Linked DNA regions of Anas platyrhynchos: region 1 is linked to region 2. Evidence: chromatin contacts called from public Hi-C data. All regions are on one chromosome and are shown on one strand. The core of a region is the stretch at or near the end of the contact, and the rest is flanking DNA. Distances in the headings are between cores, read along the strand shown.

Region 1 (6,521 bases), core at 323-2,822, 95 kb before region 2:
AGTCTCTGTCTGCTCCACGGAGGTGTCATCTGCATCTTCCCAGATTGATTTCCAAGCTTCCAAAGGCTGTGCTTGCAGCTTGCTGGGATTCAGCCATATGCAGGTGACAGAAATTATTTGGTGTGGTTCACCAGCAAACATAAGACTAGTAGGGGCTAGAGTTGGGTTGGTCTGGGCCAAGCAGGGTCAAGAAAACCCAAGAAGCGTGAAGTAGAGCTGTGTCTTCAAGCACTGTTAAATCATGTCTCAGACCAGACAACTGGTGATGACACTGAGAACTTCTGGGACAGCGGGGTTACTAACACGGTGAAGGGCCTAGAGGGGAAGGCGTACGAGGAGCAGCTGAGGTCACTTGGCCTGTTCAACCTGGAAAAGAGGAGGCTGAGGGGAGACTTCATCACAGTCTGCAGATTCCTCATGAGGGGGAGTGGAGGGGCAGGCACTGATCTCTTCTCTTCAGTGACCAGTGATAGGACCTGAGGGAATGGAGTCAAGCTGCAACAGGGGAGGTTCAGGCTGGATATCAGGAAAAAGCTCTTCACTGAGAGGGTGGTCACACACTGGAACAGGATCCCCAGGGATGCAGTCATGACACCAAGCCTGTTGGGAGTTTAAGAAGCATTTAGACTATGCTCTTGGTCATATGGTCTGCGTTTTTGGGTAGACCTGTGTGGTGCCAGGAGTTGGACTTGATGATCCCTGTGGGTCCCTTCCAACTTGGGATATTCTATGATTCTACTTCCTAGGGTGTTGAATTTCAAGATGTCTGTTAATACTTTATCAGGCCAGTGAGCGTAGGAGGATGCAGTATGCACGAAGTTCCCAGCCTTGGAGGAGATGCTGTGGTGGGGAAGGGACCCCCTCCAACTCCTGGGGATGGGAAGACTGGAGAGATCTGTGAAAACAAAGCAGGCTGAGAGGGGCTTCCAAAAGCCAAACAATCCTCCCGTGAGCCTTTATCTGGTTGTGCCCATCATCCCCTCTGCATGAGCAAAACCCCTGCCCCAGCAATGGTTAGGTGTGCATCTGTCTGCATGAGGGAGCGTTGAGCAAGCCAGGAGAGATCCTCGTGTGCTTGAGCCTGAGAAGGGCAGGGGGCATTAGCTAGCTCCTTGGAGGCAAATGGGGCACGTACCCCGGGGGACTTCCCAGGGCCAACAGCCCGTCATCACGCAACGTGTTCTGCTTACAAAAGCAGCAGCTGTCCAGGATTAACCAGGGCAAAGGCTGAATTCTGCAGATTCAGCAGCCAAGCACCACGCATCAAGCTGAGACAGCCCCGCGTCGGCATGGGGGCACAGGGAACTCATTAGCACAGTGCTTTGGTCAGCCCAGAGCGAAGCGACCTCTTCCACCTCCAATGGAAGACTTATTTATTTATTTATGTATTATTTATGGTCAATTTATCGCTGTTTTTTAGGTCAGCCCCTGAAGCAGCACACCCCCTCTCTGAGCTCTGGCCCGGCCTCGCTCCCTCGCCGGGGGGCGCACGGAGGCCGCTCCGGGCCCTTCCCGGGTCTCGTCAGGCGGGGCCCGGGGGCTGGGGGCGCTGCGGAGCCGCCTCTGAGCGGAGCCCGGCGGGGCCCGGCCCTTTCCGGCAGCGCGGAGCCGGGCGGGATGGCGGCACCGGGGGGCGCGGCGGGGCCCGCGGTTGAAGCGGAGTCGGCGGCGGCGGGGGGGGGCCGGCAGCGCGCCCTGGGCGCCTACTCCCCCGTGGACTACATGAGCATCACCAGCTTCCCTCGCCTGCCCGAGGAGGAGGCGGGCGGAGCGGCCGAGGGCGGCCTCCGAGCCCGGAAGGAGGAGGACGCGTTCCTGGGCGAGCAGGACACGGGTGAGGGGCGGCGGCCCGGCCCCGCATGCTCCCGGCCCCCGCGGCGCCCCCCAACCCCGCGCCGTGCCAGGGCCGCCAGGTCAACCCGGCACCCACCCACCTCCCCCCCCGCCCGCTCCCTCGCGGCCTCCCCGGGCTCGCTGCCGTCTCCCCCCGCGTTCCCCTCCGAGCTGCGGGCGGCACGGCCGAGCCACGGCGACCCCAGGGCCCTGGGGGCTGCCGCACGTTGCCGCCTCGCTGCCCGGGCAGAGCGGATCGGCGTGGGGGATGCCATCAAACCACGGCTCCGTCTCATTCATTTCACAGCTCGCATCCACATTTCAGCCTTTCCCACTGCAAACAGCTGGTGTTGCTCGTCCTGTCTGCCTCGGCCATGTGCTCCAGGGGGGCTGAGTGGTACCTTCCTGGCCTTGGTGCTGTACACAGCACGCAGGAGCTTGCTGGGCTCCCACCTCCTTATTTTTCCCAGTCCTTGCAGAGCCCCTCATTGCTCTTGCTGGGCCATGCCTGGAGTAGCAGGCACTGGGACTGCCCTGGAAGTTGGTGTTAGCAGCAGATACAAGGACTTGGGCAAAGAGCTAGCACTCCTTCCTGCCAGATGCATGATTTTAATAAAGCCAGGTGTACCTTTCATCCTTGAGAAAACATTTTTGCCTGTTTTTATTTTATTGCTTTCTTGTAAATAGTCCAGAGTATTTTTTTTTCTGCTCCATGTCATGTTTCCACAAGCAACATAGGCCTTCGCTGCCTAAGATTCCCCGGTAACTCTACCACAAGCCCTGAGCTCTTCCCTGTGTAGCACCACTGACTGCAGTTCACTGCCCCTGGTTTCGTTAGTCCCAGGGCCTGCTCCTGCTCTGACCCATTTGCTGAGGGAGCAGGATTTGGGGTCTGAGGAGTGACAATAATTGGTCACAAATTGCTCCGCAGCCAAGTGCATGCAGCTCCTGGACTGCTCGATAACCTGCAGGTGGATGTCAGCGCCACTCGTACCGTGTCCTAGGCCTCATCTCACTGTGTCCAAGTGGTTTTCATTGTCCTCATCCCATTCCTCCCAGTACTCCCCTGTGACTGGACCCTGCAAGGTGAAGTTGCCGTGGGCAGTATGGCAGGAGTAGCACGAGATCTCTTGTTTTGTGTGTGGGGCACAAGCAGAGGTTTTTGTGGTTTGGGCTCTGCAGGGGTCCTGCCAGGTGCAAGTCTCCACTCCGAGCACTTGGTGTCCCCAGGTGCCACCTGGAAGAACTGCATTTCCTGTGCTGCCACGTGGAGCCTCGCACTCATCTGACATCGTGTGTGTGTTGCAAAAGCCATCCATGCTTCTTCATGCCACATCATCTGCCAAACCCATAGGGGAGGTAATCCAGACCTTTGGTTTCTGCCACACAGATGGTCTCACTAACAGGGGTGTACACTGTTGTGCTGTTGGTGATGGGGAGAACCACCCCAAAGGACTGCAGAGTGCCACGTTGCAGCGCCCACTGGGGCATGCAAACAGCTCTGGCTTCTGCTGGCCCCACCGCAGCATGTCCTGAGCCAAGGTGGTCCTGTGTCCCCACAGCGCCGGTTCCCACAAGAAAACAGGCCTCCTCCACAGCTCCTGTGGAAGCCAAGTAGGGTTTGGTGGCTTCTCTTGCAAGGAAGAAGGGGGAACACTGGGTGCTGGGACAGGCACCTGCACATTAACTGCACAGGATGCTTCTTGCCCTCTGTGCTCCAGACCAGCCCCTTCCTGCCAAATCATGGCCACGCTGTCCACGTGTGTGGTGGTTTTACCTTGCTAGGCAGCTGAGCTCCACCACAACCATTCTCTCACCCCCTCAGAAGAGGAGGGGAAGAAGAAAAGGAAAGAAACAAACAACTCACGGTCTGAAATAAGGATAATTTTATTAAATGAAAAATAATTATTAAGGGAAAAATATTATTAATGAAACAATTTAACTAAAGGTAAAAGGGAAAGGGAAAAAAACAAACAAACAAAAAAAAACACGAGCAAAGGCTGTGTGGAAGTGCAGAGGAAAGAAATTCCTCTCTGCTTCCCACCAATGAGCGATGCTTGACCACGTCCTTGCATCAGGGCCTCAATGCATGTAGCCGGTGTTTGGGGTACTTTGCCCTCAGCTGGGTCCCTCTGCCCACACACTGCAGCTCCACGTGCTCAGACCAGAGGTGACAATTCTGTGGCCTTCCCAGCTCTGCTCCTGGGTCCCTGTGGTATGAAGGGGATTAATCTCACTCCAAGGGGATTCTCTGGCTGTGGGGTCGCAGCGCTACTGAAATTAGAGCTGCCACCCCCCTGCCTGGTCCCAGGGACCTGCCTGGGGCTGAGCATGGCCCTGTGGTACTGTCACAGGACAGGGTGGCAGCCCCCAGGGAGGTGCTTCTGACAGAGGAGGCAGAGGTGCAACGGGGCTGTGGGGCTTTCTGCTTGCTTGTCACCACATCCAGAAATGTCCCCAGAACAGAACGGCCCCAGGACAGGCACACAACCCTGCCACCACCATCACCACCCCTTGGATGTCTGCTGAGCGAGTGACGAGCTGGGCTGTAGGGACCCCTCAGCCTTCATCTCCCCAGCCAAAGTTCCAGGTTTGTGCCCCAAACTCCTGCTGGGCCCCAGCAGCTCACGGTCCCCCAGTCCAGGCCAGCCCCGCTGCAGACTGGTGGGGAGCAGTCCTGAGCACCTCGCCCTTGCTGCTGAGTGCTCCTCTTCCTGCCCTGCTTGTTTTTGGGGAGCCCCAGGACCTCCTGGCTGCCCTGAGCCGATCGGGGCCGGGTGGTGACCATCAGGGACAGCCCACTCGGTGCTGTCTGGGTATGCTCAGCAGGCCTCCTCCCTACCTCAAAGGCAGCAGCTGATCTGGGCAGAGTCAAGGTATGTTTTGGATCTTTTTGGTCACCCTGAGACTTGCTTTCTGCCTGGCCAAACTCTCTCCCATTGCATTCACCACCTGGGCATTCAGCACGCAGCTGGATCTCGTAGGGGATCTCGTCAGCCAGAGGAAGGAATTCAAGCAAAGCCTGTCCTGCAGCCAGGCCTGGAGGACCCGCTGAGGTCCAATTTGCAGGTTTGCTCTTCTCTGCCCCCACTTCGTCATGCTTCAGTGGATGTTTCCTGTGCCTGGGCCTCTATTTTGCTCAGATGCTCAAGCATAGCTCCAAATAAGGCTGCTACTCTTTCAAATCTGAATTTCCTCTTCTTCAGTCTTGATGCATTTCTGAGACCTGTTTGCAAGTCAGCCATCCAAATGGGTCCGTCCCTGGAAGCTTGTTAACAGACTAAAATGGAGAAAAATTCCATCTTTTTTTTTTTTTTCCCCTCTTAATCTCCATGGAAGTCATCTTGGAATAGGTAGAGCTAAAGGAAGGAAACAATAAAAGAGCCCAGAGCAGCATCTGAGCCAGAAAGTCTATTGAGAGCTGGTATCAATAGGGAAGGTAATAGCCTTGCTGGACACAGCTCCATGTAATGTTAGTGCTGGGTAAACACTGCAACAGGAGCCCTGTGTTGCTCAATACCTAACCCTTGTTTTCTCCCTGCTGCTCACAAAGACCCAGACTCCTTCCTGAAGTCTGCACGTCTCCAGCGCCTGCCCTCGTCCTCCTCGGAAATGGGCAGCCAGGACGTGTCCCCTCTGCGGGAGACCAGCAAGGACCCGTTCTCCGGAGACTGCAGCTGCCGGCAGGACGGGCTGACTGTCATCATCACTGCCTGCCTCACCTTCGCCACAGGGGTCACGGTGGCCTTGATCATGCAGATCTATTTCGGGGACCCTCAGGTAAGATGAAACTGGCTTTAGAGCATGCTGCGGGCTTTGGCTCTGAAAACAGAAGAGGTTCCCTCATCTGCCTCCTTGCCAGTGGTTTAGCCCTGGTAGGTGTCAGTGAGACCCTGGGTGCTGAGTCCCTCTCTCAGCAATTGTCCTAAATTCATAGAATAATAGAATATCCCGAGTTGTCTGAAAGCTTTATTGCGTTGCTTTTTTAGGAGCTGGGGGCAATTGGTGGTGTCAGACTGAGGTCTGAGCTCCTGCACCGTGCTGGGGCAGCTGTGCCCAGCAGGTCTGGGGATGATGTGGGGGCATCAGGCAGCCCCACTGGTGTCTCTCCAGCCATAGTCAGAGCCAGCTGTGAATGCTTTTCAAGAGCTGCTCTTGGAACAGCAGGAGGTAATGTCTGTGCATCTCCACTTGCAGAGTTTTAGGGATCCGTATGTCAGGGCCCATCTCTGGAAGGATCTGTGCAGGGGAATTGCTGAAATCAGAGCTGACCCCTCTGCAAAACCCTCCCATGGAGCAGTGCTCCTCTGCAGAGCAAAGGCAGCGTGGTTGTAGGGTCATGCCACCCTCAGGAAAAATACACTGCAGAACATTTTCAGCTGTAGCCTGAGGGGCATACAACCATCACGGTCATCTTCTCCACCTCGTGCCCAGCAGGGCAGACCTGGCTGCAAATCCAGAATGGGAGCTTTGTGCATTTTTTTGATTATTTGCTTTCTTACCGGAATTCAAAACGTGGCTGTTGGGAGCGGAGCAGCTTGGCCCTGCGGCTACCAGGCCGAAGCGGGCTGAGAGCCTGGTACAACCATCTCCTCTCCGGCAGATCTTCCAGCACGGTGCCGTGGTGACGGACGCTGCCCACTGCACAGCCCTGGGCATCAAGGTGCTCAACAAGCAGGGCTCCTCGG
Region 2 (6,448 bases), core at 28-2,527:
GAGCAGACATGGGGCAATTTTTCCATGTGCTGCCCATGAGCAGGTCAGTGAGGTTCTCTTTGTGCAGAGTGCTTTGGTCTGGGGACCCTGTTTAGCAGCTTTTTATGTGCTTCTTGATCAAGATTGTGCAGCCAGGTGTGAAAAGTGGGGGACGGACCTGGGGAGCTGATGGTGAGCCTGGAGCAAGCTCCCCTTGTGGGGACTTTCCTCCTCGATGAGCTCCTGTGGCTGCAGTAAAGGCCTTATGCTAGCACTGAGCAAAGTCTTTGGAGCCTAACAGCACAGCTACCCACAGAGACAGAGGGACACCAGGACAGGAGATCTCCTCTGCCTGCTGCTCACAGAGAAATGTGTCTGTGCCCCCGGTGCCACCCAGGGCTTAAAGCCAAGAGAGCTCCCAGTACGGGAGGGCAGCTATAGATGCCCCATCCTCCCCACACCCACCTCAGCAGCTCAACCATGGTGAGAAAGTCGGGGCCACATCCCAGATGGGGCTGGCACCCGCAGAGCAGCACGGCCATATACTGCAGTGCCAGGGGGTGCAGCCGCCTGCGGCACGGCCACTCTGCTCCATCCTCTGTGCTCCCAGGGCCAGTTGTGCTTCCAGGGTTGTCCCCAAGGCCATGTGAAGGCACTGGGGGAGTAGCACCACGGGTCACGGTCACACCAGGGCCTCCATGGAAAAATGTCCCATCCCAGCACGGTGCAGCTTGTGCCTGACAAGAGCTGACAGTCGCAGGGCTGCGACACCCACAGGTCACAGAGGGGTTGGGAGAAATGAAGGACACTCAGCAGGAGGGCTGAGTCCCAGTCTCGTCTCTCACCTTTGTCCTGTCTGGGGACAGCGCTGGCCTTTCCTGGGTGCCTGGGTGCTGCCAGCCCTGGGCCAGCCCTGCCAGGCACAGCTTGTGTTACCGCAGGGATGGGGAGGGAATTGACACCATGGAGCTTGCTGGCAGAGGAGCAAAAGCCTTGGCGGCCTCCCAGGCCTTTCAAAAACCCTCCCCCAGATGAGTGAGGCCAGGCAGAACCTCAGCACCTCTCTGCGGGGAGCTGGGAGGGGAGGCAGGGTCACAGTGACATTGGTGATGGGGCTCCAGACTGGAGGGTACCAGAGGACAGGGGCGAGTCTTTGCTGTCTGGGCACCATCCCAAAACCTTTCACACACACAGGAGTTTTTAAACAAATACATGCAGCCCCTGATCGTGGTGTGGGTCGCTGACTGTCGCAGTCCATTCACATCCTGGCTGCAGATCAAGCACAAGGCATGGCTGAAGCACATGAACAGTGTTTGCTTGGCCTGGATCTGCCTGGGTTCATCATCCCAGGGCTCAGTGCTGGGCTGAACCCGCAGTGCTCATGCCTGGGACATGTCCATGTCTCTGCTTGCAGCAGCACTGCACCATCCCCCAGCGACGCTGGGCGCCTGCTCCCCACAGCCTTGCATGCCGCAGATGCTGTTGGAGACCTCAGAGAGGTCTGGCTTGGCAGCGAGCTTTAATGGCCCCAAGAGGGTGACCCAGCATCTGTGCCTGTCAGTTTGCACCTGGGGCTGTGATCTGCCCCAGCACAGAGCTTTCCGAGGCGCTGACCTTAAAAAGCGTACATCATGGGCTGCTTGGAAGGGTTCTGCTCCCAGGCTTTTCCACTGGGCCTTGGCAGACACCCCTGCCCTGCCAGCTGAGAGCTCCCACCCAGTGTGGCTGTCACCCAGCCCAGCCCCAGCAGCTTTCAAAGGCTGCCCCCACAGGGACCAAGCCCCAGTGTGGCCCTCAGAGCCCTCTCCATGATGAATGTGGAGGAAAAGCTTCATTCCAAACCCACCCAAGCAGCAGATGTACTGCTACCCCACACCCTGAAGCCCAGGTTTCTGCTGCTCCTACTGAAAGTCTCCTTGGAAGGAAGGAAAGCAGTAAAGGCCTTTCATGGCATTTTTGGAAGAAAGGTTTTTGCTTCACCTTTAGCAAAGATAATTGATTTATCTTGGTTGCACTGGTATTAAATGAAATAAGCATACAAAGCCATGCCACAATGCATTTTAAGCAACTGTGGTGAAGACAGCACTTCAGTCTGCTGGATGGGGCACTGCTGCACAGCTGCCTCCTGTGCACCAGACCCCAGCCCCACCAACAGCTCTGGGGACAGTGGAGCCAGGCAGGCTTTGAATTTCTGCTGAAAAACCCTAGGAAGAAAAGGGGGCTTAAAACATTCTTCTCTCTCTCTCTCTCTCTATTTTATTTATTTATTTTTTTTTGAATACTAATAAAAGGACCCAAAAACCCATTTGCCTTCTCTTCAACCCCCTTCCAAACATTTGGGTATTGGACAATGCTGAAAACTTGGAACCTGTGATGCATCAGAGCACGAGAGCGAGCAAGGGCCATAAGTCAGCACACAGCCCAAAAATAGCACAAGAGGGTTATCTGAAAAATGCACTAAATATAGACAAAACCAGTCCAGGCCCCCAGCTGCAGTGCGGGCAGCCTGGCATGCAGCTGAGCACCCCTCGCAGACAGACGTGCCCCGAGGGGGCCTGGTTGCCCCAGCTCAGCACGGAGCAAGCTGGCAGGTCACCACCCGCAGGGCCCGCAGGCAGGGCTCCTCTCCAGGGCAGGGCGTTCAGCTCCATTCACAGCACCGACTGGGAAACCCTGCAGTTTTCCAGCACTTTACAGCACTGTAAAAGCTCTACCCGGCAGTGGTACCTCAGGGGCAAGAGCCTCGCCCCGCAATGCTCAATGTGGTGACCCGGGGCTGTGGCTCTCGGGGCAGGGGACGGGCAGCCCTGGGCCTGGGCCTGCGGCTCCGTCTGGGCACCGGCATCCCACAGCTCTGCCCCTTCCTGAGATTTGGTGATTTCTGGTTGTTAGCTCCTCGGATTAAGAAACAAAACCTCCCCCTAAGGATGAGGAATGAGACAATGGCAGAAAATGTGTCTGACAGGTCTTGGTGTGGAGGCTTTGAAATGTGGTAGGCGAGTCTCCTTGAAATAAGCCCAAGAGCCCTCGAGGTCCTCAGGGCTCACTGGAGCCCCGCACGTGCTGCGGGTCCCAGCCTGCCTGCTGCCATCGGGTCGGTCTTGTGAGCAGGTCACACCTGTAGCACGAGGCTGGCCCCATCAGCTGGGGTTGTCAGCGTGCTTTATTCACAGATCCGAGGTAAATACTTTGCCAGGCATCTCTGACACAGAGTGCACAGGGGTTATGAAGAGGTGCTTCACCTGACAGCACCGCTGCCCCCGATTTCTTCCTCATCTCCAGCTGCAGTTTCGGCCACCGAGGAAGCTGGTTTTGCAAGGTCAGCGACACAAACACGCCCGGTGACCAGACCTTCCTTGATCCGCTGGGCCGCGGGGCTCTGCCCACACGGTTAATCACTTCTTTCATAAACACCGTGTCATGGTGCTGTAGATTAGCTCTCACAAAAAGCACCAGCCCCTCCCTCCCTGCCCTTACCCGTGCATACCACCATGAGAAGGGGCCGGAGAGGTGAGGTTGGGAGCAGGAGGGGACGCACTATGCCAGGTGCAAGGGTTCGCAGGGCTCATGCCCCCCTGCAAGCCCACCCAAGCAAGGAGAGCAAGCAAGGAGGTTGTTGGGGGCTGATCCATAGCAGGGGGATGGAGTCAGGCACGGGGGGCTCTTGGGAGGGGTCACAGCCATACCATGTCCTTCACCTAGCCCTGCATCAGCATTCCCAGGTCCAAGCAATAGCCTCCCAAGCAGTTCTGCCACCTCTCTTCCCAGGTGGGCCAAACACAGAAGTTTCATTTCAGTGAGCTTTCCTGGTCTCATCTGAAGGAAGGCAATGACACCAGAAAGGGCATGTTTTGGAGAACTTGTGGTTTTCTGCCTCTGAACCTCTTCACCTCTGAACCCTCACACACTTAGATAAAAAGCTCTTGCAGAATTGCTTCTCCTGCAAAACCCATGTTGCTCCAGTTTGAATGTTTGTGTGTGTGTAACTCAGGTTGTAAAAAAAAAAAAAAAAAACACCACACAAACAAACCACCTTTTTACTTCCTGCTCTTCCACCACTGAAGGCCACCCTGCAGGTGATGCAAGAGCTGGCTATGATTGCAGTGTGGCTGCAATCCCTCTGTGCCTGGGGCAGTGGGGGTTGCACAAGGGGTATTGGTGGGTCAGGTGTGAAAGTAAAGACAGCAAAGAGACCACTGCTCCCCTCACGCTGCAGGGAGGGTGTAGAGAAGCAGTGAGGAGGACTGAAACAATGCTTATGGTTGTGATGAAGTGTTTTAGAGGTGCCTGGTTCAGCCTCCAAAATGCTGCATTAAGCCAAAACATTTTATTTCCATTACTTGCACTTTCCACTTGGGGCTGGCACCACTGGTGCCGATGCAAGAAGTTGCCACTGAAGAGGACAGGACTTGTGTATGTGCTTATCTTTAGGAGCACTGTTGTCCTCTAAAAAGGCCAGGAAGCTAAAGGTGGTATCATCATCACAACCCTTTCCACCAGCAATCTGAAGAAACAAAGACGAATCTGAATGATGATGAGCTAATTTGGCTGACACCCTAGGGAGGGAGGTGCCCATCCCTTCCCTGCTTTGCTGAGCAAGAGCAGCATGCCAGAGATGGGAGAGCAGCTCAAAACAACGGGTGTCACTCTGGGGACAGGAGGTGGCCCCAGCAATCCAGCCAGGCAGGTGGAGCTGGGGGCACTGGGGAGCCGGAGAGACAGGTTTGGGACAGGGACACGGCACCTCCCCAGGGCCTCCTCACTGGGGAATTAGGTCACAGCAGGGCCTCCTTGTGGGCACACACTGAGCCAGGTGGGCTCCTTGGCCTCTGCTCTGCACAGGGCTCCCTAAATTTGATAGCAGTGAAGTGCTGGGGTGGTCAGGCTCCCTTTCAGGTGGGGAGATTTGGCTGTGGCTGGATGGGGGATGCAGAGCAGGGCTGGGTGCTGCAGCTTGTGTGTGGCGCTGGTCCTGGTGCATGGTGCTGTGCTCACTGCTGTGTGCCTGTGCAAGAGGAGGCAGTCAGCAGGGGACTTTTTCTGGAATGAAAACAGGAGAAATGCTGCAAGCAAGACACTGGCATAAGCATCTTACGGCGCAGCTCACAGCTGTATCATTCACAGGAGACACTGCTTTCCAGGTGTTTGCCGGAAATTGCCCATTGCTTCCCCAGTGAATGCCAAACTAGCCAGAGACCCCTCAACTTGCTTTATCCAGTGCTTAGTGGCAGGGGCTTGTCTGCAGCAGAATAACCCCCTTTTCCAGAGGCAGCAGCTGAGCAGCCCCTGTCCACCACGTGGCCAGCTCAGGGCTGCGGCGAGGCCACGCGTGATGGCACGAGGGAAGGGGAAGGGTTGAGGTTTCCTCCCAGGCCTCTGCCCCTGGGTGCTCTGGAGAGACTCACACACCATGGGACGGATGGGTACAGACTTCAAAGCACCACGTCCCATGGGACAAAACTGCCAGGGGGGAGGTGACTCTTCCCTGAGAGATGGTCACAAGTCTCAGCACCCAGCAGCAATGCTGAGCATCTGGAGAGGTGGCAGAGTCACCACCAGGCGAGTCATGCATCAGGATGGCCACGTGCGTGACAACAAATGGCCACAGGTGCAGGTCTGGGGAGGGAGAAGAACTGAGGTCACCAGCGGAGTCACCGGCATGTCTGAGCACCAGCCACCTCCATTCCAGCTGCCCAGAGCATCTCCCAGTGCCTCCTGCTGGCACCATCCCACCCTGACCAGCCTCTCCCTGGGAAGGCTGTCCCCTCCTTTTCTTCCCAACACCCCCACCTATAACAGGAGGCTCCATCCCCACTGTGCTGGTGCCATGGGGATACCCCGGGAGCGCTCCAGGTTGGGGTAACCCAACCCCAGGCAGCAGTGTCACCCTCAGCTCCAGCAAGAATCCCGGCCTCAGCATCAGCTGGCACCAGGAGAGGGAGCTGGAAGTTCTCTGCTCAGAGGACCCATGTCACCCATGCTGCTGCCCTCCTGCTTGGGATGGGACATGCTGCTGCTCACACCTCTTGCCTGGGCACTTTGAGAAATGAGGGACACCACAGCCACTTTCCTGAGCTGGTTTTCTTGTAATGACCACCTTGCACCAGGGCTGGAAGAGGGCAGAGATTTTTTATTTTCATCTAAAAGCCTGGAAGCATCTGGCTGAGGGCAAAGGGCAGGGGCATGTGATCTTGGAGCAAGGAAGGGATGTCCCCAGCTGCACCAGGGGGAACAAAACAGGAGCACAAGGCTGGGCCCTGGTCGAGGGGTTTGGTGTGGTTTGTTGCATGAAATGGTGGCACAGTCACCCCGGCAAGCCCAGCCAATGTAACCCACCAGAGCTCCTTGAGCATGGGAACATGGCACAGCCTGAGTCCCAAAGCCCTGGAGGTGACATCGCCCAGAGGATCTGAGATATCGGGGGCTGGTGGGGTGGCACAGGCAGAGGCAGAGACTGACCCAGCCATAG

The links. Hi-C and Micro-C count contacts between places; a contact is called where the count stands out from the background.
Region 1: a contact with region 2 is called in a Hi-C map of skeletal muscle, with 1.8 times the contacts expected there. The contact joins the promoter of GGT7 here to the enhancer-like site in region 2. A contact is called at or near these places in 2 of 8 Hi-C or Micro-C datasets (skeletal muscle and subcutaneous adipose tissue).

What each region holds. Positions count from the first base shown.
Region 1 is chr21:9,751,666-9,758,186 of IASCAAS_PekinDuck_T2T, reverse strand. It overlaps GGT7 (gamma-glutamyltransferase 7), which reads left to right and starts at 1,572. Exons shown (of 15, transcript XM_027473195.3): 1 at 1,572-1,834; 2 at 5,387-5,613; 3 at 6,437-6,521. The coding sequence starts at 1,618.
Region 2 is chr21:9,656,925-9,663,372 of IASCAAS_PekinDuck_T2T, reverse strand. No RefSeq gene overlaps it. Among named protein-coding and RNA genes, the nearest start is that of TP53INP2, 7.9 kb to the left of the region's middle. Within about 2 kb of position 1,277, at least 5 of the 8 cell types and tissues checked have an H3K27ac peak or open chromatin away from gene starts, as enhancers often do.